Regions from separate parts of the Zea mays genome. Here all the other regions are linked to region 5. Evidence: chromatin contacts called from public Hi-C data. All regions are on one chromosome and are shown on one strand. The core of a region is the stretch at or near the end of the contact, and the rest is flanking DNA. Distances in the headings are between cores, read along the strand shown. Region 1 has its middle 110 kb from the start of LOC100381373. Region 2 has its middle 46 kb from the start of LOC100194139. Region 3 holds the start of LOC103629424. Region 4 holds the start of LOC100277170. Region 5 holds the start of LOC732740 (Serine/threonine-protein phosphatase 2A 65 kDa regulatory subunit A).

Region 1 (5,842 bases), core at 3,108-5,607, 280 kb after region 5:
CCTGTCTTCGCCAAGAAGCAACCCTGACCAAATCGCCGCGCCGACCGACCAAATCGCAGGAGCATTTAATGCAAAGGTGGCCTGACACCTTTATCCTAACGCGCGCCCCTCAGCCGACAGAGCTGAAGTGACCGCCGTCACTTCGCCGCTCCACTGACTGGTCTGACAGAGAGGCAGCGCCGCCTGCGCCGCTCCGACTGCGGTGCCACTTGACAGAGTGAGGCTGACAGGCAGTCAGGCCCGGCCGCAGGCACCATAGGAAGCTCCGCTCCGCCCGACCCAGGGCTCGGACTCGGGCTAAGCCCCGGAAGACGGCGAACTCCGCTCCGCCCGACCCAGGGCTCGGACTCGGGCTAAGTCCCGGAAGACGGCGAACTCTGCTCCGCCCGACCCAGGGCTCGGACTTGGGCTCCGCCCCAGAAGACGGCGAACTCCGCTCCGCCCGACCCAGGGCTCGGACTCGGGCTAAGCCCCGGAAGACGGCGAACTCCGCTCCGCCCGACCCAGGGGCTCGGACTCGGGCTTCGCCCCAGAAGACGACGAACTCCGCTCCGCCCAACCCAGGGCTCGGACTCGGGCTAAGCCCCGAAAGACGGCGAACTCCGCTCCGCCCGAGCCCAGGGCTCGGACTCCGCCCTGGCCTCAGCCGACGGTCTCCGCCTCGCCCGAACCAGGGGCTCGGACTCGACCTCGGCCACGGAAGACGGACTCAACCTCGGCTTCGGAGGAGCTTCCACATCGCCCGACCTAGGGCGCAGACCAGCCACGTCAACAGGAGGCGCCATCATCACCCTACCCCGAGCTGACTCGGGCCACGAGGAACAAGACCGACGTCCCATCTGACCCGCTCCACTAGATAGGCAATGATGGCGCCCCGCATACTCTGTGACGACGGTGGCTCTCAGCCCCCTTACGGAAGCAAGAAGACGTCAGCAAGGACTCAATGGCTCCGACAGCTGTCCCTCCGCCAGGCTCCAGCACTCCTCCGACGGCCACGACATCACACCAGCTGGGTGCCAAAATCTCTCCGGCTGCCACAACGGCATGTACTTAGGGCGCTAGCTCTCCTCCGCTAGACACGTAGCACTCTGCTACACCCCCCATTGTACACCTGGATCCTCTCCTTACGCCTATAAAAGGAAAGACCAGGGCCCTCTTAGGGAGGGTTGGCCGCACAGGGACGAGGACGAGACAGGCGCTCGCGTGAGGCCGCTCGCTCCCTCTCGCGCGTGGACGCTTGTAACCCCCTACTGCAAGCGCACCCGACCTGGGCGCGGGACGAACACGAAGGCCGCGGGATTCCCACCTCTCTCACGCCCGTCTCCGGCTGCCTCACTTCCCCCCTTCGCGCTCGGCCTCGCGTCAACCCATCTAGGCTGGGGCACGCAGCGACATTCACTCGTCGGCTTAGGGACCCCCCGGTCTCGAAACGCCGACAAATAGGTTTTGGTGTTTTATGATCAACATAACCTGTGGACTAATGTGTTTGCTAGTGTTTATGTTTATAGTTCATAGGATGTGGAGAGGATTGGACTAAGGCACTGAGGATGCAACACCTCAAATGAAGACATAAAAAGAGCTTAAAAGTCCGAGAATCAAGAACAAAAGAAGCCTAAAGAACCAACAAAGAAATCCATGAAGTGGGCAATCAGCCAGCGCCCTGGTGACGCACCAGACTATCCGGTGGGACACCCGGACAGTCTGCGCAGAGAGGTCCACAACGGGCACTCTCGGGCTGTAGCACGGGTGCATCGGACAGTCTGGGTAACGGTCGGATCCAACGATCGACTGCTATAGACCCCAACGGTTGGCTGACGTGGCAGGACACCGGACAGTGAATAGTGCCTGTCCTATGCGCACCGGACTGTCTAGTGTGCTCGTCGACAAAAAGATCCTGCTTTCTGTCCAACGACTAGAAGTGTGGGGGAGGCTATAAATACCCCCAACCGGCATTTGGTGGGGTGGGAGCCCAAGAAACATACCAAGGGATATTGTAGACATTTTCAAATACTCATACACCCAAGTGCTTAATAAAATCACTCGGTGATTAGCGTAGGTGCTTTGCAAAGTGCTTAGGTTAGTTAGACCGGATTAGCGCTTGCTCTGGGTGAATCCTAGTTAGTTGAGTGAGTTTAGAAAAACCGCACAACCCCTCGGCTCTTGCGGGAGTCATTGTAATTGTACAGAGTGTGGCGAGAGTCTTGTGAGACCGTGATAACCGCGTTTGTGTCATGGCCGCCACCGTGTACCGGAGGGAATGAGGCCCGCGACGTTTCGGTCGGAAGCTCGTTAGTGGAGACGATGGGGAGCGTCCGAGAGGAGCCGGAAGCGGAGCACCACTTGTACGTGGAGAAGGCCCACGACTCTCTACGGAGTTACTCGACCGAGGTGCTTGGCCCTCGCGTGGGCTTCCCTTTGCGTAGGGGCACCAATCTGGATTAGTCGGGACCTTGCGTGGTTCCGGATACCTCAGTAAAAATACCGGCGTCATCCATGAGAGTTTGCATCTCTACCTTGCTCTTGAGCTTCCGCATTTATATTAAGAATTTAAGTTTCAATCTTGTCTTTATACTTATATTGTTTAGGATTGAAACTTAAACATTGCGGTAGAGATAGCAACACTTAGACAAAACCTAGTTTGCACATTCTAGTTTGATTATTAGCATAGGTTTCGCTCTAGGGATTTATTTGTGACCTAGTTTAGAGAAAGTTTTAGAAGTCCTAATTCACCCCCTCTTATGTGTCACTTGTTTCCTTCAATTGGTATCAAAGCCTGGTTTGGCTCATTTGAAACGCTTTAGCCTCACCGCTAAAAGAGCCGACACTTTTTAGAGAAAGGGGATAGATACCCATAGGCCACTACACTTCGATGGCACTAACTTATCATATTATAGGGCTAGAATGGCTTGTTACCTAGAGGCCGTTGTAACAACTAGAATCCTAGTTTGGGAGTTATGAAGGTTCTTCAAAAAGAATTGAGTTAAAATGTCCTTTAATAATAGATTATTTCCTTTTAACGTATAAAGGAAATAAATAGCGATGTTCAAACTTTGGTAGTTCAAAACTTGAAGTCAAAACTTTGAACTCGGATTGGAAGAAAAAAACATAGAAAGATTCTCAATTATTAAATTAGTAAGACTATTCATTATAGTTCCTAGGAACCATCTCTTAGTAGGAAATTAATCTAAAATTCTTGTACAAGTAAAACTATTTTGAATTAATGTTTAAAGAATATTCACGAATTTAAGATGATATAATAAGAGATTGTATTCTTAGGATAGTGCCTTTTTGTGTATATGAGTTTCATATTAAGAAAACATTTGTTTAATAGATAAAACAAGAAAATAAATAAACTATGCATCATGCTGAACTTTTGATGCGCATATAAGTGTGAATTGAACACTGAGTTGAAATCAAATTAGAAAATTGAAATTTGAAACCAGAAGCAAACTTGAGTTGGGAATTGGCAAATTAAATTGAAAAGCAAAAATAGAAAATACAAAGGAAATAAAAGAAAAATGGGAAAAACCTTTACCTCAGCCTGGTTCGGCGCCCATCCGGCCCATTCACCTCCCCTCTATCCCACCAGCCCAATTTCCCAACGCATTCGGCTCGCTATCCTTTTCAATTCTCCACCATGCACACGTCCCTGGCTACATATCGCTAACGTGTGGGCCACTCGGGTCAGTGACCCACGTGCCGCACTCTGGTTCCTACGCATCGCGCAGGCCTCTGCCGGTGGGATCCCGATGTCAGCCATCCCAGTCCGAGCTTAAGTAGAAAGCGGATGCTGTTGCGAATCGATCGTGGTGGTTGGGATTTGGTGGACCTCGATCCGCTTCTTCGTGCCTATAATGTCGGCGGAGGTGCCCGTCGACCTCGGGGTCCTGGAATCCTTCGAGACGGTGGGTAGTAGAGAAGTATCGAGCATTCGCGGGGAAAAGGGTGAAAGGGCAGGCAATCCGTGGTCGCCCCGTCAATCGAGCTAAGAAAAAGGGATCAGGGGCGTCGAGTGGTGGTGTGGGACATGTTCGGGGGCAGCGGTGTGGGAGATCAAGGCGGGCTCGGGGCGAATTGCTCACTGGAGCAGGGTGGCCGCGGCAGATCGCGTTTCCCCGTGGGTTGGTGCCGGCATCACGTAACCACCGGTAAGTCATCCCCTGTTGTGTTCGCATGGATCTCCTCAATCTTCTGCACCTAACGACGTTGGGATAGGTGCGTCTGGGCCGGGGAGTACTGCTCGCCGGCGTTGGCACTGCTGTTGACAGTCGCGCGCCGCCACGCGGTATCGACCGGTGTGTGGGAAGGGAGCCTACGGCGCGCGTGCCGTCGGCTCCATGATGAAGGGTCTGGATTAGAAGATGGAATACCGCTTCGTAGGGTGGGTTGTGACCGTTGATCCGATCGCGTATGGTCACGACCACAGTGGAGGTATTTTGGCGCAATAAATCGTGGCCCCAGATCAACAATCCAAGGGCTCAGACTTGATGTGTGTAGATGACTCGTGGGCTGATGATCTGGGAACCAATGGCCATGACTCCTTACCGGTTCGGTGAGCCAAGATCTAATCCCAGCCGTTAAATTGGCATCCAATGGATGGCACTCGAGGATACCCCATCGGTGTTGTCTTTTTTTAAAGGGGAAATTTGGATCATACCATTAAAAGATCACCACTTTGGATCCATACCATTACTATCTCACTTACATGTGGATCCACATAAGTCAATGACATGTGGGGTCCATGGTATATATCTAAAGTTTGGATCTTTTAATGGTATAGATCCAATTGTTCCTTTTTTAAAAGAACCCCTTGAGAATCTTTAAATAAACCCGCTGTACTCTGTTCTGTTGAAAGTATTTACATCGGGGTCCCTGAGTTTCACACTTTAGTCCCTGGAAACTGTTTTAGGTATAAAAATAATACTTATATGTTCGGAAACTTTTAAATTTTATAAATCCCACGTTTTAACTCTGATTTGAACCATTCAAGTTGCGTTAAGTTTATAAAAATATTTTCTACGCTGCAACCACATTAATTGTACCATAAAACATAATTTTATAAATAGATAATTGTTTAGCCTATGATTAGTAGTTTAATCCTTTTTAACCAAAGTTAAACTGGTCCATTATGGTAGTTTGACTAAAATATGATTTCTAATCAAGTTATAATCCAGATCAAAGTAGAGTTAATTATTTATATTATATTCTCTCATATGATGTATACAAATCAATTTATAATATAGTTCAATATTTAAATTACATAGATCTTCGATAAATCATAACTCCTTAATCGTAACTCCGATTTTAGTTGTTCTCAAACACACGATCTCGTAGCGACGCGTAGAATATTATTATGCAGTTTGTGCTTATGTTTGGTGGGATGTTAAATTTGTATATACCATGTTTGTCTGTATTGCTACGAATGGCAGTGAGGTCACGAGAATCTGAAGATCATCCTGGTACCTGGAATCTTGAGTCTCAGGCAAGTTGTGCCCTTGATAACTCCTTTTTACCTAATAATGTTCACTGTTAATCACTGTGACATGCTCAGATTAATTTGATAAGACCTAATAGGTTTTAAGACCTAATAGGTTTCCCTACCATTGTTTATCCCCCACCTTGCAAACATATGAATTATTTGGTAGATTTGCTATTGCTCTACCTGGTTTTGGGAAACTAATGTTTATTATGATCATGTTCCAATTATGTTGTTGTTTAATTATTGTTCATGATAAGATCATATTGTTAATTGGAACATGGAGAACCACCCAGGAAAACAGTGCTACCACAAGGGTGGAATGGGATGCCCTTCGCCAAGTAATTAGTAAAGCTAGGGAGAGAT
Region 2 (5,280 bases), core at 1,054-3,553, 390 kb after region 5:
TCTCCCATTGACGGCCCTACGGCGAAGCCAACTACACCTCATGTTCCTCTAATTAATCAGCTAAGGGCGTCCATTCCACCCTCATGGTTGCACTGTTATCCCGGGTTGTCATTCCCCGAACAGGTCCTTACGGAGAGGCACTCAAGAAAATGGCCTGAGTCTCCTAAAGTATCACAAGATCATCATCGGGATAACATCGTCGTGTCATAAATATTCTCATCGTATTCATTGATTAAGTTGAAGCAATAGCATAATGCTAACCATGATAACCCAAAAGGTAAACAAGGATAAGGTAAATAGAAACCTAGTCAATCCTTAGGTTTCAAAAGTAGTGTGGGACAATAAATTATAAGTAGATATGACATAATGGGTCAGAGGACACTTGCCTTCACCAAACAGATGCTCAGGGTCTTCAACCTTGTGGAACTCGAAGAGCCTGATCACTTGGTCGCCAACGCTTGATCGTCGATCCCTCGAAGCTCGAAAACGGACCGCAATCTTATCGCAACGCGAAGCGAAGACAAACAGGCACAGGCAAATAAACATATATATGCATAAGAACATTACACCATGCTAAAGAGATAATAATAAAAACATGCAATACGTAATAGAGCTCGCTACTACGGTTACGCGAAGATCAAAAAAGCGACGGTTAAAGCTACGGTCGAGAAGTTATAACGTTTACGCTACGCTAGTAATAGTCAGGACATTTAATTCGACATTATTAAATATAAATTATAACTGCTATTTAGTTTTGATTAAATCTGCTACACTAACAATTGGCAAATAAATAAGTAATATAATTAGCACGAGAGATTCTAAGCGAGGCGAGTTTACGATGCACGAAACAGCACAATAGTGTGCAGACGACGCGTGGACACGTGCGACATAGCACGCGAACGACGCACGAGACAGTGCGCGTGACCGGCGTGGATGACACGCGAATCAGCACGCGACCACGAGCACATCACGCGCGAACAGCGTGCAAACAGTGTAACGACGCGTTATAGTCGGTAATAGATACCGCGATGATACTAAACAAGTATTAAATGAAAAGCGTTTAAGTTGGTATTAATCAAGTAAACATTTATTTATAAAAGCACAAGTTAAAAACTATAAACTAGTTTTAATTAGAAGGTCATTTTTAATAAGTATAGAATGAACAACTAATTAAATATTTAAACTTGTGACGTGAAAAAATAACGTTACTAATATGAAATCGACGTTGTAACGAAGTTGCCACGACTGAAACGAGTAGAAATGGGTTTATGACGCATTGTATATTGAATAACTAACAATTCGTGGCTAATAAACGACGCGACATACGAATACTACTAAATTATATTGTTTTTATATTTAGTCGACAAAAACACGTTAACAGGTATCTACAAACGCATAATTAAAATTATAAATTAGATTTGATTGAATTGTTATTTTAATAATCGGGAACTAAACAATTAATCGATTATTTAACATGAACAATACGGCGAAATGATTTTATCAAAGCATGCAAATAGCGAATTACGCGAACAACGACGCGAGTGAACAGTATGTGAATTAGCACGCGCGACGCGCGGACGAACATGCAAATAAACGACGACTACGCACACGACATGCTTGGAACAGCACGCGAACGACGCGTGTCAATGTGCGCAGCACGTAAAAACGTGCGCGCGACACACACGAATGACTAACTAATGTCGCGTTTATACTAAGCAAGAATGGATTAACATGTATTTATGAAAGGGTGGTTTAAAATGATAAGTTAGTTTAAACTAAATTGTTATTTTGATAAACAATGAACGAACTAACAATTAACTAAATAAATAAAACATAGGTATTGACAAAATAATATTTTTTTAATGTGTGCACGATATTATTACGAAGCTAACGCAACCATCACAGTATAAAATGGATTTATAACGCAAACGTTAACACATATTTAATACCCAAATCATAGTAAAGAAAGGGTTAGAATATATGGTGTTTATGGAAATTTCTTTATACTATGTGATACATGCATGAAAACACATATACAAGATAAATTGGGATAATGCCTTAATAAAAATATATAAGATAAGCAAAACACCTCTTCATGCTGGTATTTTGATTTGTGCATTTAATCTGAGTGTGAAATTCACAACCAAATTTGAAATCAAATTTGAAATCTAAAAATAAACAGAAAAGAAAAAGAAAAGACGTCGCATGGGCCGAATCTAGCCTGGTCGGCCCACTCTCCTCTTAGTGTGGCCCATGTGATCGAGTCGGTGACGACACCCTAGGCCCACTGGTCGGTCTCCCTACGGCCGCGATGCTGGCGCCGCGCTCGCTGATCTGGTGGCATGCTGGCAACCGGGCCTGCACGTCGGCCACTCATGTGCGCGCTCCGATTCTACCACTGGCGCGTGGGGCCCGTATGTCGGATGGGTCATCCCTTCCACGGAACAGGTCTCAACCGAACACGACATTGGCGAGAGCTCTGCGGGAATTTGTTCGGGGGGTGCTGGGGGAATTAAAGTTCGACGCTATGGCGACCATAAAGCTGGGCACCGAGTCTTCACCTCTTTTCCTCTCTCGCCGTATGTTATCCACCGCTGCCGAAACCATGGAGGAAGAGACTGCTCGCACCGCCGCCGGTGATCTTCATCTGTGCCGACGTCTCGGCCTCGGCGCATGGCCGAAAGCGTGTGCCAGGATCTAGGGAAGCCATCTGTGTCCTCAAGACGAGTCTAGCATCTTCAGGACACGAGAAATTCCTCGTCGGTCGACGAGGAAGGCGCCACGCTGTGCGTCATCGTGGACTGCTTCACCTTCATCGGTGTTTTGGGTGAGAATCTCCCCTCTAGTTTCACTTTTGTCCCCGCATCGCGTAGGCTCAATCGATTGCGGATTTAGGGCTCGCGGTCGCTGATTCGTAGTTCGCCGGCGGAAACTCCATCGTGGGACTCATTTCCGCCGCCCTGCTCCGGCCTAGGTGAGGGGAGCTTGCTCGGGTCGTTGGATCCGCACTGAACGGTCTAGATTAGAGTGTAGATAATGTTTGGATGTGTTGGATCTTAGCCGCCCATCTGGATAGGACGACTGTTATGGCCCTGTTTGTTTCGGCTTCTGGCAGCTTCTGGCCACCAAAATCTGTTGCAAATTGCCAAACGCTCAGCTTTTCAGCCAGCTTCTACAAAATTCGTTGGGGGCAAAAACCATTCAAAATCAACACAAACACATAATCGGTTGAGTCGTTGTAATAGTAGGAATCCGTCACTTTCTAAATCATGAGCCCTATGAACAACTTTATCTTCCTCCATACGTAATCGTAATAATACTCAGATTTTCCCCACAGCCAGATTCTCCCCACAGCCGGATTTTCAGAAAAGCTGGTCAGAAAAAAGTTGAACCAAACAGGCCCATTATATCATGGTGTAGGAGAACCTCTAGTTGAGGATTTTGATCTGACAGCAAAGATTCCGTACCGGTTCGGCTTGTATTTCTGACTGTTGATCTCGATCGAACGGATTAAATAGGTCTAAGGTAGATATAATCTCCACCGTTGATTTTTAATCCAGTGTCGGGTAGCGCGTACTGGCTGACTTGGTTATGGGATTCAATCGCAACCGTTGGGGTCTGATCGGGCGGACACGATTAGAAGATACCCCTTCGCCGAACTCTTTGCATATGAGTCACTGCGTTTGTGGGAATACAACCCACCATCCAACCAAGTTATAAAATAATTACAATGGAGCTCTGGACTTTGCAGAACCAACCTTATGTTATCCGGAAATAGTGTCCACTGTCCATCAGGTTAGTCTATTGGTAATAATTAATTCAAAAATGATTTCTTATATAAAAATAATTCTAAAACCTTGTTTAATACATAAGAAATTCATTTTAACTCCTTTTCGATGCATTCCAATTGCATTAATTTTGTATTAATATTGTTTATCACCTGGTAACTTTGTTTTATCATCAAACATAGATTAAATTTATCCACTTAATTTATTTTATACTAAACACTTGAAACTTTGGAAAAATCATAACTCTTTAGCCATAACTCCGAATTTAGTGATTCTCGAACCTACGATCTCGTTACAATGCATAGAATATTATTATGCAGTATGTTCTCATGTTTGGTGTGATGTTAATTTCACTTGTACCATGTTTGTTTGTATTGTTGCGAGTAGACGAGCACGCAAGTGAGGACCCAGGTGCTCAGCAGATGGAAACTACTGAGCAGAAGCTTGTTGAAGGCAAGTTGTGCCCTTGATCACTTCTATTTACCCAATAATGTTTCTGTTAATCATTTTGATCTGCATAGGTTAATTTTGATGGGACCCAATAGGTCACCCCAGTTTGGCTATCTTTATACCTTGTTTACCACTGAAATTTTGGGTAGTATCTACTATTACTTTATGTGGTTCTAGGTGTTAAGATACACATTATTCATGATCATGCTTTTATTATAAATGTGTTATTTATTGTTCATGATAAGATCATTATGTTAATTTGTAAGTGCAATCAACCCCAAGTGAGGGTTTTGGTGATTTAATGACAAAACAAATAAGAGTACTAACAGTTTTTGTTCTCAGTGTTTGATTAGAAGGAAACAGGAACTTAAGGAAGCACCAAGGATTTCATGCAACGGACGTATAAAATTTATGTAAAATCTTGTGTTGCATGATGTAATTCTTCCTTGTTCTTTTCCGCACAGGTACAGGTGCTTGCAATAGCTCAAGTCCTCTAATTCAAAAGCTATTTTTGAAAACCAAAAATCACTTTAACTTTATTTGGCTGACCATGGTTTGGGTTGAGAAACCTAGAGTGTTCTTGCTGAAAAACAGCTGAACTTCTTCAACTGCAGCTGAGCTTTCCAGCTGAACTTAACTTCAGCTGTGATGAGCTTCTTCAGCTGCAGCTGAGCTTTTCAGCTAAGCTGGACTTCAGCTGAGTTGAACTTTCAACTCCAGCTGAACTTCAACTTCAGTTGTGGACCTCTCTGACCATACCCAGCTGAACTTGCCCCAGGGCAGCTGAGCTGGGGTTTTCTCTCCAAAACTCTCTGGTCTAGACCAGCTGAACTGGTCCTGGGGGCAGCTCAACTGGTCTATGACCCTCTGACCTCTGATCTGCAGTCTGCCAGTCAGACTGGCAGTCAGGTCGCCAGGGGTGTCAGGGGGCGGTTCAACCGCCCTAGGGGGCGGTTCAACCGGTCCTGGCCTGTCTGACCCGCCTGCAGGTCAGTCTGCCAGTTAGTCTGCCAGTCAGACTGGCAGACAGTCTGCTGACCTG
Region 3 (5,229 bases), core at 1,125-3,624, 410 kb before region 5:
ACTTTCTTATTATCTATCAGGAAACTGTAAATGGATTCTACAATGCAGTCTATGGTAGTTCCTTTATCTACCAGGAAACTATAAATGGCTCAAGCATACTTTGCACTTTCTTATTATCTATCAGGAAATTGTAACTGGGAACGCAAGTTTCTGGGAACATCAAGCACGCAAGTTTCTAGAAACAGAAACTGGGAACAACAAGCATGCAAGTTTCTAGGAACACAAGTTTCTGGGAACACAAGTTACTCGGTCAAGCAAGTAGTTCTGGGAACACTAGTTTCTAGGAAATTGTTCAACAAGCACGGTTCTAGGAACATAATCTGGGAACAATAAAACAGTTTATTACACCCAAATGTGCCATGATTTATAATGCCAAAAGTCTCTGTTACTATCTAACACATTTTCAGTTTCAGTGAACAAACTGTCTCATAGCTAACCAAATTCAATTTTCAGTTTCAGTGTAATTGCACAAATTGTCTTAGTGTAACTGCATAGTCTAACACATTTTCAGTTTCAGTGAACAAACTAATTTTTCAGTTTCATTGAACAAACTGACAAACTGTTTTTCAGTTTCATTGAACTGCACAAACCAAATTCAATTTCAGTGAACTGCACAAACCAAATTCAGCCAAATTCAATTTTTAGTTTCAGTGTAACAGCACAAATTGTCTTAGTGTAACTGCATTGTCTAACACATTTTCAGTTTAATGCAAACTAAATTTTCAGTTTCAGTGAACAAACTGACAAACTGTTTTTTTAGTTTCATTGAACTGCACAAACCAAATTTCAATTTCAATGAACTGCACAAACCAAACTCAGTTTCAGTGAACTGCACAAAGTGCAGAAGGTTTAGTGTAATGTCTACTGTAATATGCCGTGTAATGTGTGCTGTAATGTGGGCTGAAGGTAACTGAAGGTGCAGTGCTGGACTGGAATGATGTGTTTACTGAGTACTTCATTTGCTAAACTACTCAAACAATCTTCACATAGTGCAATGGTGTGTCTTTCCTTATTGTTTCATTGTGTGCTAGGTTCAATTCCTGACATTGCGTCTACAACCACCTTTTTTGCTTTTTTTGTCCAAATCAGAGAACATTTGACCCAAATTTGTATAATCATCTAAATTTTTTATCTAACATTTGACCCCTATTTTTGACCAAATTTGATATGTATTTATTTTGGCTTGAAAAGGCATTTGAAGCATAGAAATTAGTAAATGGTCCAAAATAGGGACATGAATTAAGTTTATAACAGTTAGATGAACACTTGGTGCACTTTCGAGGCAAAAACATAAACAAAAGTTACAAATATAGCTCAAACTGTGAAGTTGTAGATCAATGGTATGAAACGTAGTGGAGATGTGTCCATTTTTGAAGCACCTATATTCATACTTCAGTATAATCATCTAAACTTTTTATCTCAACCAACTAGGACCATGTTATGACTCCATAGCAAGTTTCACTATTTTTGAGCACATTTGGCATTTATTTATTTATTTCGGCTTGAAAAGGCATTTGAAGCATATAAATTAGTAAATGGTACAAAATAGGGACTTCTTTACATGAATTAAGTTTAGAACAGTTAGATGAACACTTGGTGCACTTTTGAGGCAAAAACATAAACAAAAGTTACAAATATAGCTCAAGATGTGAAGTTGTAGTTCAATGGTATGAAACGTAGTGAGATGTGTCCATTTTTGAAGCACCTATATTCATACTTCTTTATAATCATCTAAACTTTTTATCTCAACCAACCAGGACCATGTTATGACTCCATGCCAAGTTTCACTATTGTTTGAGCACATTTGGTATTTATTTATTTCGGCTTAAAAAGGCATTTGAAGCATAGAAATTAGTAAATGGTCCAAGATAGGGACATCTTTACATGAATTAAGTTTATAACAGTTAGATGAACATTTGGTGCACCTTTTTGGCAAAAACATAAACAAAAGTTACAAATATAGCTCAAACTGTGAAGTTGTAGATCAATGGTATGAAACGTAGTGGAGATTTGTCCATTTTTGAAGCACTTGTATTCATACTTCTGTATAATAATCTAAACTTTTTATCTCAACCAACCGGGACCATGTTATGACTCCATGCTAAGTTTCACTATTGTTTACGCACAATTGGTATTTATTTATTTATTTATTTCGACTTGAAAAGGCATTTGAAGCATAGAAATTAGTAAATGGTCCAAAATAGAGACAAACAAAAGTTAGAAATATAGCTCAAATTGTGAAATTTGGCATTTGATCTGAAATTCGGTAATTCCATATTTGTTTTTTCCCTAATTTTTCAAGTTTTCCCACCAATTTCGTTGTGGAGCCACCGTACAGACCCTACAAACCCATCTGGCTGTACATAGCGTCAATGTGATCCCTAACCCTCACCCTCTTTCCTCACGCAACTTATCCACTACTCACGCTACTACCCCTTCCCTAGGCCACGTCCAACAGCCTCCCCCAATCCGTCCTTTGGCTTCGCTGGCGACGACGGAGGCTGGTGATGGCAGGAATTGGTGAGCGCTCCAATTCGGGGATTGGTGGAGGCTGGTGCGCGCTAAGGCAGGAATTGGCGGCGGCCGGTGTGCGCCAGTTCGAGGAATCGGCTGCAGCTCACAGAGGACGCACGGCGTGTGTTTCCTTGCCGTCGGTTGTAAGGCTGCACCAAATCTGGGCCATTTTTTCACTTCTCTGAGTACTGCTGCATTTCATAGCAGTTTCCTTATACTTTAGTTCAAGTAACCTTGTACTAGTTCTTATTGTTTCTGTAGTTAGCAGATGTATAGTTCCTCTGATTTTTGTAACTAGATATTCATAGCAGTTTCCATATACATTATTTTACAGAATTTCAAAGTGAACATCCTCTATTTCTATAGTTTCATGTTTCATGGATACGATGGTCAGATATCAAAGGTGTCCAATATATTTTGCAAATCTAAAATGTCAACTACCTTTTATAGACATTTATCAAGAATAGCAGAGCATCCTGTTAGGTGTTTTTCAGAAACTGCAATGCAGACACATTGTCCATAGTTGTGGGATACTTGGAGCTAGTGGTACTAATGTCAACTTTTACATGACTTATTTTTATACGATGTCTAAATACTTGCAGACACATTGTACTTTGTTTGAAGTTTTAGAGATGTTAGTAAAACAATTTTTCCTCATTGAGATGGGCTCTGTTTCAGACTCCAAGTGTTTTATTAAATCAAGTCTGTTGATAAATTCTTTTCTATGTTGGCCAATGTATGGATTAATGCTATGTTTTACTGAACTCCATTTACATTTCTAGACCAGCTAATTACACATGATAAGTTTTTATTTTGGTATGCCAGCAGACATGGCAAGGGGTATGAGAAAGTGCATCATTCAAAGCCAAGAAGAGTATTTGGTAGAGGAGCCTATTGGGGAAACAAGTCATCGGCCACGAGATGCAGCATATGACCACCATCCTTCTACTAGAGAACGCCAAAAAAGAAAGCGACAATGATAATGAGTTCAATGACCTAGGTATGTACCAAGATATAAAATTAATTGGGAATTGAAACATAAAACTGTGACTTCAATTTTTCAGCTAATAAATAGTGAATACTATGTCCTACTTTTCAAATTTTATTATATGTTTAGGGACAACAACTGAAATCTCTCCATTATTATATGTTTTCAGATCATCATAAAAAAATACAACATCTTTTGAGACTACTTCTGAAGTGTACCCTTCTCCTGATGATGCGGATATAGAGGATTATGTTGAAGGTTCTTACCAGCATATTAACTACACTTCATAAATTGTAATTTATTTTAAAATTTCAACCATTCTTTTAATTGTTTCTAACATAAAACTGCATAGGTCAAACTAATGAAGCAATAAGTCGTGGTCCGAACAAACTTAAACATGTTTGGAACCTTCAAAAAGGAAAACGAATTGTAGTTAACTGTAACGAGCTCGACCAACCTATTGGAGAGGAGGCAGGAGTCTTAGGAAAATTCCTTGACATGGTTGCTAGGAATGGCTGCTTATGTAGCTTAAGCTTCAAAGATTGGAGATTACTGATAGGAAAGAAGGACAGGAACAATGAACAAAAAAACAAGCAAGATGTACTAAAGCAAGTAAAGGTGTGTATATTAAAATTTGTCATCCTCTGAACTTTGAAGCAAAAATATAACTGAACTTTCATATGGCCATTTCATTTTTGTGTAGATGAGATTCTTATACCCTGCCCGCATGGAAAAGTGGATACTTCGAACTATTGGTGAGAGATGGAGACAACACAAGTCCAATCTAAAATCCTTACATTTTGATGCGCATAGGAGCAAGGAAAATAATCTAAAAAATGTTCCAAAAGGCGTCTTAGATGATCAATGGGTCACTCTTGTGAATAATTGGTTTACAACAAAATCACAGGTACATGGACAGTTTAAAAACCCATTATTCCTGTAATGAAAGACCTATGCTACTTAGTTTATATTCATGTTTTGTTGCTATGATAGGATATCAGTGAGGCAAATAGGATAAACTGCGCAAAAAGGAAGGCGACCCATACATCAGGAACAAAGAGTTTTGCTCGGAACAGGGAAGATATGGTATTTCTACAAACATAGTTGCCAATGCAATGCTTATTCCATTTCTCGAACATGCAGTATTGTCCTTACATTTATTAAGGATCATTTATTTGGTACAGAGGGAACAAGATCCAGAAAAGAAATACCCCCATAGGGCTGTATTGTATATCAATACACACAAGAGTAACATCACAAAGAACACAAACCCACATGTGGTACAATAAACTTTGTAAATGTGCTATATTTTACTGATTTGAAATACTTCTTCCATAACGCTTAATGAGTGCACTTATGCTTTTACAAGGTTGCATTGAAGGAACTATTAGTGCAACAACCAAGTTTAGCTGACACTAGTCATGGAAAGGTTGCATGGAAAGGAAATGCGCTTAGCCAAATTTTAGGAGAAGAGAAGCCTGGCCATATCCATGGTCTTGGCCTTGTTCCGAATCTAGATCAAGTGTTTGGTGGATCAACTTCAAGGCATCTAAAACATCTTAATTTAACCTCTTTGGATGCAACATCAAGTGAAGATGTAGTATCTCTTCGACTTCAAGTGGAAAAACTTATAGATCGTGTCCAGAAGCAAGATGATACTATACTAAATTTGCAAAATACCTTGGAACTGCAAAAAAGTCACCATGTAAATTCAAATCTGTTTTATT
Region 4 (5,364 bases), core at 794-3,293, 280 kb before region 5:
TGTAAATTAGAACTTTGTTTGAATTTAAATCTAATTGGAATTGGAAAATAGGAAATAGGAAAAAAAGAAGAAAAAAAAGAAACCTTACTTGCGTCTTGGCCGATTACCTCTCGGCCCATCTCTAGTGTCATCCCGCACGGCCCACTCGGATCCTCTCCTCTTTCCTGAGTCGCTTACTTGTGGGGCCCACTAGTTAGCCTCGCACCAAGCTCGCCAGTGGGGCTTCCGTTTCACTGGCATGAGGGTCCCAACCTTTCTTCCACCTTGCGCCGTTGAGACCGCGGCGATAAGTCCGCCTGGGAACGTGGTCGCGTGACCCCCACGCCGCCCGGATCGCTTCGGTTAGCGGAGTCCCTGCTGTGGCCTCACGATATCTATAGAAGCCGTGCACCTTTTCCCCCTCCTCTGTCTTGGCCAAAGGAACTGGGAGCCATTGAGAGAGAGAGGACGCACATAGAGAAAAATCGAGGTAGGAGAGACACCGTCGCCGTTGAATCAAACCGTTGCTGCACGATTATCCTCGCAGTGCGGGCTAGGAGGGTAGCTTTAGGGTGCTGTTTGGGTGGGGAACCTCGGCTTGGCGCAAGGATCAGCAGGACCCCCTGGCGTAAGGATGCTGCTATCAAGTGTGTCATGCTCCTTCCTAAGCCTAGGATCCTCTGGTGTTCCGTTTAGGGTGTCGAGTGACGTGAACGACCCACCCCCAGCCATGGCGCCGCCGTGGCTGGCGCGAGCGCCGCCGCCATGTTGGCCGAAGGTGGGTGAAGTAGCACTGGTCGTTGATCCGGGATTGTGTGGTCGTGATCTGATCGGATGGGAGTGGTCCAAAGATTGATTTGGGACCATTGGATCTAGATCGAAGGAACTAGATCAATTCGGGCTTCATAAAATTAGGGTGGTAGATCGTGGATCTGATGGCCCTAGTGGCATACTGGTTTGTCGAGAGATCGAACAGCCTGGGCCGTCCATTTATGATCCGAGGGCTAATATCACATAACGGTTCGGTTCTAATCTAGGCTGTGTGTTTCTGATCGGACGACTTGAACCTGTTAAGAAACCAGTTTGGGCTCCGAAGGCCCCACGTGGCCAATCTAGCCGAAACCCTAACTCTGCACTATATATAGAGGAGGACACCACCATTTGTTGTAACCAGTGAGCTGAATACATGAATGAGAATATCAGTTCCTCCTATATCTTTGTGTCTCTTGTGTTTGTGATTCTACTTCTAGTTAAGAAGCCTTTGAACTACACTTAGTAGTAAAGGGTTTTTAACACGTTATCAGCACGAGTGCCCTTGTAACTTTCAAGAAGGTACGAATCCAAATCACACGGCGCATGCAGGAATATGGCCACATGCTCATCTGATCATGCTAAAGGTGTGTAACAGACATGATTTTTTTTACATTTATTTGTTTCAACACGCAAGGCAGCCACCGCTGCTCGTGTGAAGCTGGTGTGCGGCTGCACGCGGGCACAGCGGCCGCCGCACCGCCATGCAGGCGAGTGCGCTGGCCACGCCGCCGCAAGCAGGCGCGGGCTTCGCCGTAACTGCTTCAGGCAAGAAGTAAGAGCACTCCGGCACGCAAGCACAACTCTGCTGACGCCGCTCCGGCACGCCGGCATACAGCCGTCTTAGCCCCGCTACCCCGCTACGAGGGCATCGCGCCGCCTCTGTTTTGAAGGCGCGCTGACGCACAGACGTGGCCCCGCCCGCCGCAAAACAAGCACAGACTGTCGCCGAGCGCGCGGGTGCGCAGGCCACCGTCGCCGCCGACGCAGGCGAGCACGCAGGCAGCTGCTGCCGCAAGAAGGCGCGGGCTCAGGCCCCGATGCTGCCTCAAAGACGAGTGTGCAGGCCGCGATGCCGCAGCCACGGGCGTGGGCCCCACAGCTGCCGCCGCCAACCCACAGGCGAGCGTGTAGGCGCGCGGATTGCATCCTTCCGTCGTTCCATCGAGCCAGAGAAGAAAGAAGAGGAGGAAAAATGGGTAGAGAAAGATTTGACGGCGGCCAGCAAGAGCAGCCAGCAACAGGAAACCCTAACAAGGTTCCTCACTTCCCCTTGCGTGCGCATTTAGGGCTATATGGGCTAGGCCCTGCAAAAAAAACAACAAAGAGAGGAAAAGAAAAGAAAAAGGAGCGGGCAGCAAAGAGCGCGCGCATGACTAATTGGATGAAATGGGACTGGAAGGCCTAACGGTTTTTTTTAACTTTTATCAGAAAATTATAAAGTCCGCTAAAAAAAGGAAATGATTAGTAGTATCTCTTGAACTATAGGAAAGCTCAAGAATAATCATGAAAATGCTGGAAATGATGAAAACTATTTTCATGCAATAATCGGGACCAGAATTATTCTCTATTTATGTACTTTTATATTACACTATTTATTTAGTAGGTTATATCTTTGCTGTTAAGCATTTGAATTATGAATTTTCATTACTTTTGTTCAATTGTTATGTTTATCCCTAGAGTGCAATAGAAAGTTACATGAAGTAATTTTCCTCATTTTATCTATGTATATTTATTTATATAGCAATACTAAAAAACCTAGAATATTTAGAAATTTACAAGAAGTAAATCCTAAAGCATATTATGGAATAGCATATATTGTATGATGTGTATATTACCGGAAAGCACATTACATACTGTGGAAAGTCCTACATGATGAACTCAATTCGAAAGTACATGGAGCATTTTTAGAATATATGGATAGTTACATCCAAAATATCTGAAATAACAAGAAGTGTTTTCGAAAAATATGAAAATTGCAAATATACACATGTAAGCGTTGATGATGGCATAAACGAATTATGGAATTGAAGGTAATTTTATGGTATTATTACTTTTATGCAATACATTATGAAATTGCTAGTGCTATTAATTTTTCATAGCTATTGAATTTCATGAGAAGCATACCATATACGACTTATATAGGATGGCAAGTGTTTTGTACATATTTCAAACTACGAAAATACGAGCAATTTTAAGTATTTTCTCCACATGACATATGAATGCGCCATCGTTGCTGACTGGTAGTCGCCGACAAGAAGTCGATCGAGGTGTGGCATGTAATTGTTGCTGATTTAAAATCGCCGACTTCTACGTCGATCAATTAATATGCACAAGTCTCATGAAGTAGACATATGATCAGTAATTCTCTTGATCTAGTTGAAAATATTTAACAAGAAGTCTAATACTAGCATATAAACAACAGTAACCATCCATATGAACCATAGAAGGTCATCTTGTTGTTTCTAATATGCACAACCGCTTACCTCATGCATATCCAAATTCAGTCTTATGAATCGCCAAATGAAAGCACACTAACTTGGTTCATACCAAAGTAAGTTTATGGTCAAACATGCAAGTAGTAAGTCATTGACACTAAGAATGCTCTGTCATGAAGAAATACCCCCTTGCCCCTAATCGTATAAAAAACCACATGAAGTGGATTGGAGAAGAAAATACCCCAAACAATAATATTGAAATTAATGTCAATATTTATTTTGAATGATCTCTTATAAATGATCAACATCTCTTGCATCATTTTAGAATTGTGATTGTAAATATTGTATGAATTAGAAAGCCACGAAGAGTAGACCCGCTTTGGCAAATAATTTCCAACTCTTGAAGAGAAGGTCACATTTTTCTCATCATTATATATGAATTTTTACTTAGTATTTATTTGAAATACATTCGATGTTTGTTTCCACTTTGTATGGAATCTTGCATTTACTCGACTATTATGAAGCACGAAAGTAACATAGAAGCGTATGAATCATCTCTTAAATTCTATGAAAGTATACGACTGATATAAAATGTCGAAAGAGATATCGACACAAAAAAGAATTTTTAAGAAGAGTGCATCCAAGCGGGCCACGAAGGTTGCCCTCTATAATGTCATTCCTCGAAGTATTTATTTTACATTATATGCATAGAATGAAAAAATGTTACATTATATCAGCACTTGAAGAAGCATGATCATACGAAACATCGTACATGTAGTACCCTCTCAAGTTTAAAAGAGATCCATAAGAATTCGTTTCATGACGAAACAATTAACATAGTAGCACATTCCCATATGAATTATTAGGGAATATGGATGTTTTTCCAAAATAATAAAGGTTGGTTGAAAAAAAATATTTATGAAATTTTCCCTTTGAACCTCGCTATGCACACTTGAATTGTCAAAGAGCCTAGAAGCTCAGATAATCATGGTCCCTTGCATCATAGAAATCTCAATTATATTCGCAAATAATGAGAAACAATCAACTTGCATGACCATAACAAATTAGCATCCCCTGAATCAAGAAGATTCATGTGTGTACTCTGAGCCATTAGGGAAACTAATAATACGATGTTCTCTTATGAAAAGTACAAAGAATACCCCTTACCTAGAATGCATCTAGGAGATATCCATGGTGGTGTAAAGCCCTTGTTAGGGATCTTAAGCAATTATATGTGCCATATGCTTCATCAAAGTGGTCAAAATAGAGTGTGCCCCTTAGAAAACCACATACCAATGAAGTTGATAACATTGCTCATAAGAATTATGGATATAATGGGTAATCATCACTATGAAGTCTAGCAATGTGAAGAAAGATGCCAAAAGAAATAAGGATACACTTGGAAAATATGGTCGTACTAGAAGAATTACCCTTTTTTCAAGAAAAGGACATGAAGTCCATAATTTCAAAAGAAAAGAAAAGGGGCATATAGTCATAATGCATATGACTAATGCAAATGATCATAAGTACAACTCCCCAACTTCAAATCTATGGTATATGTACTTACCACAATAATTCCCAAGTATCTATTCCACGGCATTAGGGGGAGGAAAAGAATACTTGAAATAAGAATGCCGGGAAATCACCTGAAAAGCCAAAAAGATCCCCGTGCAAGACTCGCACCAATAAGAAAACTAGAAAATCAAGAAGCCGGGAATTCACATAGAATATTCCCATACAATACCAAGAAGTAAATTGGAATGTCAAGAAGACATTGGAATAAAGTATTGAACTGCCATTTTGTTTTGTGATTTGTAGAGCGTGATCAAGTCGCACTATTGTTTAGTGCACTAGAGAGGACTTAAGTACCATGAATGGTATTCCTCATCCTATTCCGAGGCCTCAAAGAAAAGGATAGGAAATCTAGTTACTCTAATTCCAAGTACCCGGGGACGCCTCGAGAAAAATGGATAAGAGAGCTTATCACAGCCTAGTCACGAAACACCCCAACGAAATAATGGGGAACCAGTTGAGAGCTGGTAACTGGAGAGCAGCCTGCTAGCGAGGTGCCTTCAGGATATGAATATACCGGTAAATGAAAAAGAAGAGAAAGCTGAAACAAATTTGAGCTCATCAG
Region 5 (5,577 bases), core at 1,016-3,515:
GGACCTTGGTTGTCATTCTGCTAAAACTTCCTCCAGCATTCTTGAGCTCCTCAGGCATCCGAAGGTAGCAATAGGTGCCACTGGGAGTTATGAAGCTAGTCTTCGGCTCATCTTCCTTCTTCATCCAAATTTGGTGATAGCCTGAGTAGCAATCCAGTAGACTCATGAGCTCTAAAGAAGCTGCTGCATCTACTAGAGAGTCTATTCTTGGCAATGGGAACTCGTCCTTTGGGCATGCCTTGTTGAGGTCTGTGAAATCAATACACATTCTCCATTTACCATTGGCCTTCTTCACCATAACAGTGTTGGCTACCCATTCTGGGTATTTCACCTCTTTGATGACACCGGCACTAAGAAGTCTCTTTACTTCGTTCCGAGTACCTTCAGTTTTGTCTTCAGACATCTTCCGAAGCCTTTGTTTTCTTAGCCTGAAGGATGGATCCACATTGAGTGAATGCTCAATAACATCTCTGTTGACACCACAGAGATCATTGGCTGACCAAGCAAAGACATCTTTGTTGTTGAATAAAAATCTTAGCAAAGTCTTCTCTTGCTCATCAGATAACTGAGACCCCAACAAGTACCCTTTGTTCTGCTATATCTTGACATAGAAACATAGGCTTCGGCTGATCTGCCGAAGTAGCCTTCTCTCTTTTGTATTTGTACTGCTGACAGGCTTCATCTGCATCTATGTTATGGATTGCTTTTGAATCTGTCCAATTTTCTTCGGCCCTTCTGGCAGCTTCTTGACTCCCATGAACAGTAATGAGTCTTTGTTTCGAAGGTATCTTCATGCATAAATATGCTGGATGAAGTATTGCTTCGTAGGCATTGAGTGTCCCTCGACCAATGATTGCATTGTAGGGGTATTCCATATCAACAATGTCAAAGATAACTTGTTCAGTCCTTGTGTTGTGGACATAGCCGAAGGTAACTGACATTGTGATTTTACCAAGTGCGACAATCTGCCTTCCTCCGAAGCCACAAAGAGGGTGTGTAGCATCATGAATCTTGTCTTCTGGCTCTTGCATCTGTCTGAAGGCCTTAGCAAATATGATATCCATTGCAGGCCCGTGTCAACCAGAACATTATGGACCAGAAATCTCTTGATGACATAAGATATGACCATAGCATCATTGTGAGGGTAATCTTTGAGCTGAAGGTCCTCCTGGGAGAAGGTGATTGGGATGTGAGACCATTTGGACTTGATGAAGGGTCCCTGCACCTCAACATGCTGCACCGTTCTCTGCGCTTCCTTCTTCTGCTTCTTGTTAGCCGGCTCTGAACTTGAACCGCCTATTATCGGGAGCACCAGCTTCGTAGCCGAAGGTGCTACGACTTGGTTGTTGAACGAAGCCATCAGCTCAAAAGTGGAAGTGAGTTCACCGGAGGTGGGGCGCCAATGTTGGGGGACTTGTTCTCAAATTCTATGAGTTAAGAATAAGGCAACACAAAAGAGGTTAATAGTTAATGCCCTTCGTCCTTCGAAGCATTATTTCCCTTAGGGTATAACGATCTTCGGACGAAGGTTATGAAGGACATACCTTCATCATCACAGTATATGTTAATGAAAGAAGAAGCATATAAAATATGAGAAATAATATAAATAATCATATGCCATCATTAATATATCTTTATTATATCATCATGGATGAATAAGAACAATATTGAATTACATTTGTACCTTCGACTTAACAGAAGACAAAAGTACAAGCGTGACGTACGAGCGAATACAAGCCAGCGTGAACAGTATGGGAGTACTGTTCACCTATTTATAGGCACGAGACGCAGCCCGATCAAAATTAAATTTATGTCCTCGACAACTAGTTACAATCATGACACAAATTATCGTGGACCGATTGGTCTTTTCCTCTTTAAGTCGGTGCAGCTCTTCGTCTCAAGGTATGTCGCTATGTCGAAGCTCCCTGGATGGTAGCTTCAGCATGCACCTTCGCGTTGTATTTGCTTATGTGCTGATATTTCGAAGGTGTTTATTTTTAAAGAAGCTTCGGCGACGAAGCAGACCCCAATAACGATAGCCCAATACAATTCTATTTAAAACCAATCGAACTATGCTTACTTAGATCCACGAACGGACAGTGCCCGCTCGATTAAATTGGTACGATCCATAACGAGTCGGGCCGTGTCGGTACGGACGGCCCATTAGCCACGTAGAGTCGACCCGCCGCCCCGTTGTAGCCCCGGTCCCACCTCGCACGCCCTCAGGCCTCGACATCCACTGCCTTCCGTTCGTCTCAATCCCCCGTCGCATTCCGCAACACCTGCTCCTCGCCCCCTTCTCTCAGAGGCGACGCCTCGGGCGCTCCTACCCTGCCCCGTCTCCGGTCCCCCCGCGCCGTCGGCGAGGCAGCCGGCCGTCACAGAAGCCCGATCCGGACCCCGCGAGGTCAGTTGAGATCCCTCTTCTTCCTGCTCCTCCTCCCGCCGCTAGATCTGCTCACCTCACCACACCGATTGGCCACTTCCGATCGCCGCGCCGGTCCTCGACACCGCCGCCGCTGCCGTCGTCGTTCTGGAGTTCGGGCCTCCTTCGCTCGCGCGTCTACGCGTGGCTCCCATGCCAGATCTGTTTTTTTTCTGGTCGATTGCCTAGTTTTGGAATGGTTGCCCTGTTTTGAGTTCTCTTCTCACGGAACGGTTTGGATGCTGTGTGGTGTTGGTGGCTAGGTACGTTGGTAACTAGTTATCTGGATCAATCATTGCTCGTGCTGTGTTGTAGATGAGTAGATCGCGTCTGCGTCTGTTGTCCATATCGTTGTGTGCGTGGGCCCCTCGTCTCGTCATATCGAGATTCGCTCGTTTATTCAGGTGCTGCGAGCATGCAATTTTGTAGTTGATATGTCGCTACATAAATCAGATTTTAGAAACAACATCCAGGTAAAAATTTTATCCCGGGAATTTTCTCCACGCCTCCTGAGTGAGAAGAAGAGGCAGCCAAAGAAGGCCGAAGGCTATAAATAAACACTCTTGGTGTCTGGGCACCAAATGACTAGATTTATTCATGCCAAATTTTACTTTCGTGGAGCATTTGTCTCCACTCGATTCAATTCCTCAGAATGTTTAGATGCCTAGTGATGATGTTTCTTTCCTGAAATCACATTTACAGGCAATATAAATAGGAGCCTTTGTGTGGAATCTTTTCCGGGATCAATCAATTATAATCGTTTGAACTGAAGCCCATGCCATTTTTATTTGGGTAGTTGAGACTCACAGTAGCATTCAACATGCCAGCATGAATTAGTTAATTTTATTTGGATCACATATTCACATGTATCACAGAGTCAGTAGTATTCTTGTGTTCTTCAAGCAAGTCAACCCAGAGAGCTTTTAGTCATAAATTTGCAGTGGTTTGGTTCATCTATTCTTTGGTTATGCGCCATCAGAGATCTGTTTTTGTATATTCTATCCAAATGTTCCTTTCTAATTTGCTTCTATATGTTTATGCAACCAAAAGTTTTGTTAAACTTATTCTATTTTATTTTCTTAGGATTTTTTATATAGTTACAAAGCTCTTAATATTGTTTCCTCATTTATCAATTCAGAAATCCTTGTTATACCTGATGGCTATGATTGATGAGCCTCTTTATCCAATTGCTGTACTGATTGACGAGCTCAAGAATGAAGACATCCAGTTGCGTCTAAACTCCATTAGAAGACTTTCAACAATTGCACGGGCTCTTGGAGAAGAAAGAACCAGGAAGGAGCTGATTCCTTTTCTTAGTGAAAACAACGATGATGAAGACGAGGTGCTTCTTGCAATGGCTGAGGAATTGGGTGTGTTCATTCCGTATGTTGGTGGTGTAGAACATGCTCATGTTTTGCTCCCACCTTTGGAGACATTGTGTACAGTGGAGGAAACTTGTGTCCGTGATAAAGCAGTTGAATCTCTGTGCCGTATTGGTGCACAAATGAAGGAAACTGACATTGTCGACTGGTTCATTCCAGTAGTAAAGGTAAGAGGTTCATTTATAGAAAGTATTTGGTGTAATGTTATTGTAAATAAATATTCCGCCATTGTTACTGCATTTAGTATTTGTTGATGTGCTTTTGTTGGCTCAAACAATAAAAACTGTATTTCATGTCATATGCACTATTTATCTAATTTTCCTTTACCTTACTTGGCTAGTTCACTGCTTAGATGTGGCAATTATTTTCTCCACTTCCCATGCTTTAGTAATTTAATGTGTTGTACTGATAGGCCTCTTCATTTTGTTAGATGTAGTTGGCAGTCAGCTACGCTACATGGGTCAGATCGGCCGTGTTAGCGTGGTGTGTGTGAATCACCACTGTAATGGGCCCATCCCAGCCCATGTACTTATCTATTTATAATACAGCCCCCTACACAATTAGGGTTAATGTTTCCAATCTAACAGGCAATATGAGAGGCTAATTGGGTTTATGATTAGAGATACGATTGCCACCTTTCTTAGGCATCAGGTAAGCCTCTATATAAGAATATGAGATGTATGAATCAAAGGCAATCAAGAATTATCTTAGAGACCCTCGTCTACTCTTGGGCCTTGAGATTGGGCATCACCATCCTTGGCGTGCTAAATATCAGTGTTTGGTTTGGCATCCATTCACTCTCGTACCGTCAACCCCTGTGTTCTGCACATCTCCATAATCCAGGACTAGCAAAGTGCCCTTACATTGCTACGATTTCCATTTATACTTGAGTAGAGAATAAAAGCACAAAAACATGTGTTCTGTTGGCCAGGTAGGTGTGAGTGTCGGTTTGGAGCAAACAATCATGGTCCGAATCCCCATTTGTACATAATTTTAGCTTTTTAATATTTAAATGTGGGGGACCACGATGACTGTGGGAACTGGTGCTTTATATAGTAGATAGATAGAGATGCGTTACACTCGAGTACTCGACCAAATAGCTGTTGAGTCAAGCAGCATTTTTCTACATGCAGTCATTGTTTTGCTTTCTTTACCATGTGCACTGTCAACTGATACTCTAATATTTCTCTGTTGTAGCTTTGCATTTGCTTGAACTTCAAATGACATTATAATATGCAAAACATTGATTGGTTAAGATGCATGGTTTTCTGAGTATAGCATCTCCTGCTATGGTACCATACGATGCCATACTACATGCCTTTTCATACGACTACAGTTTTACCAATTCATTTGTTTAACCTTCAGTGTTTATTATTAGAAATACTTGTGCATGTTATTTCATGTTATGTTCTACTAGTACTTACAAGTCCATCCATCAATTTTAAACTATCCATGTTTTACTCTGTTCAGAGGCTAGCAGCTGGAGAGTGGTTTACAGCTCGCGTATCGTCCTGTGGTCTTTTCCACATAGCCTATCCAAGTGCGTCGGACCAATTGAAAACAGAATTGAGGACTATCTATGGTCAGCTATGTCAGGATGACATGCCTATGGTCAGAAGAGCAGCAGCATCAAATCTTGGAAAGTTTGCAGCTACAGTTGAACAGAATCATTTGAAGACAGAAATAATGTCAATATTTGATGATTTAACCCAAGATGGTACATTCTATATACAGTTTCAATGAAATGTGTTGTGTTCCTCCGTTTGTTTC

Evidence for each region. A called contact is a pair of places that touch in the nucleus more often than the background predicts.
Region 1: a contact with region 5 is called in a Hi-C map of endosperm, with 2.6 times the contacts expected there. The contact joins the enhancer-like site here to the promoter of LOC732740 in region 5. A contact is called at or near these places in 4 of 25 Hi-C or Micro-C datasets (bundle sheath, endosperm and leaf).
Region 2: a Hi-C map of tassel shows a contact between it and region 5, with 3 times the contacts expected there. The contact joins the enhancer-like site here to the promoter of LOC732740 in region 5. A contact is called at or near these places in 4 of 25 Hi-C or Micro-C datasets (bundle sheath, endosperm, leaf and 1 more).
Region 3: a Hi-C map of endosperm shows a contact between it and region 5, with 2.9 times the contacts expected there. The contact joins the promoter of LOC103629424 here to the promoter of LOC732740 in region 5. A contact is called at or near these places in 3 of 25 Hi-C or Micro-C datasets (ear, endosperm and tassel).
Region 4: a contact with region 5 is called in a Hi-C map of endosperm, with 2.9 times the contacts expected there. The contact joins the promoter of LOC100277170 here to the promoter of LOC732740 in region 5. A contact is called at or near these places in 5 of 25 Hi-C or Micro-C datasets (bundle sheath, ear, endosperm and 2 more).

The regions. Positions count from the first base shown.
Region 1 is chr6:74,160,069-74,165,910 of Zm-B73-REFERENCE-NAM-5.0, forward strand. No RefSeq gene overlaps it. Among protein-coding and RNA genes, the nearest start is that of LOC100381373, 110 kb to the left of the region's middle. Within about 2 kb of position 4,358, at least 20 of the 20 cell types and tissues checked have an H3K27ac peak or open chromatin away from gene starts, as enhancers often do. A contact at or near this core is called in bundle sheath, endosperm and leaf, where this site is marked.
Region 2 is chr6:74,270,223-74,275,502 of Zm-B73-REFERENCE-NAM-5.0, forward strand. No RefSeq gene overlaps it. Among protein-coding and RNA genes, the nearest start is that of LOC100194139, 46 kb to the right of the region's middle. Within about 2 kb of position 2,304, at least 19 of the 20 cell types and tissues checked have an H3K27ac peak or open chromatin away from gene starts, as enhancers often do. A contact at or near this core is called in bundle sheath, endosperm, leaf and 1 more, where this site is marked.
Region 3 is chr6:73,469,272-73,474,500 of Zm-B73-REFERENCE-NAM-5.0, forward strand. It overlaps LOC103629424, which reads left to right and starts at 2,375. Exons shown (of 16, transcript XM_020539255.3): 1 at 2,375-3,514; 2 at 3,672-3,760; 3 at 3,855-4,120; 4 at 4,206-4,409; 5 at 4,496-4,588; 6 at 4,687-4,782; 7 at 4,872-5,207. The coding sequence starts at 4,001.
Region 4 is chr6:73,603,588-73,608,951 of Zm-B73-REFERENCE-NAM-5.0, forward strand. LOC100277170 reads right to left here and starts at 2,044. Exons shown (of 1, transcript NM_001150816.2): 1 at 1,381-2,044. The coding sequence starts at 1,938. The coding sequence ends at 1,642.
Region 5 is chr6:73,880,329-73,885,905 of Zm-B73-REFERENCE-NAM-5.0, forward strand. It overlaps LOC732740 (Serine/threonine-protein phosphatase 2A 65 kDa regulatory subunit A), which reads left to right and starts at 2,266. Exons shown (of 13, transcript NM_001112369.1): 1 at 2,266-2,407; 2 at 3,564-3,974; 3 at 5,278-5,524. The coding sequence starts at 3,582.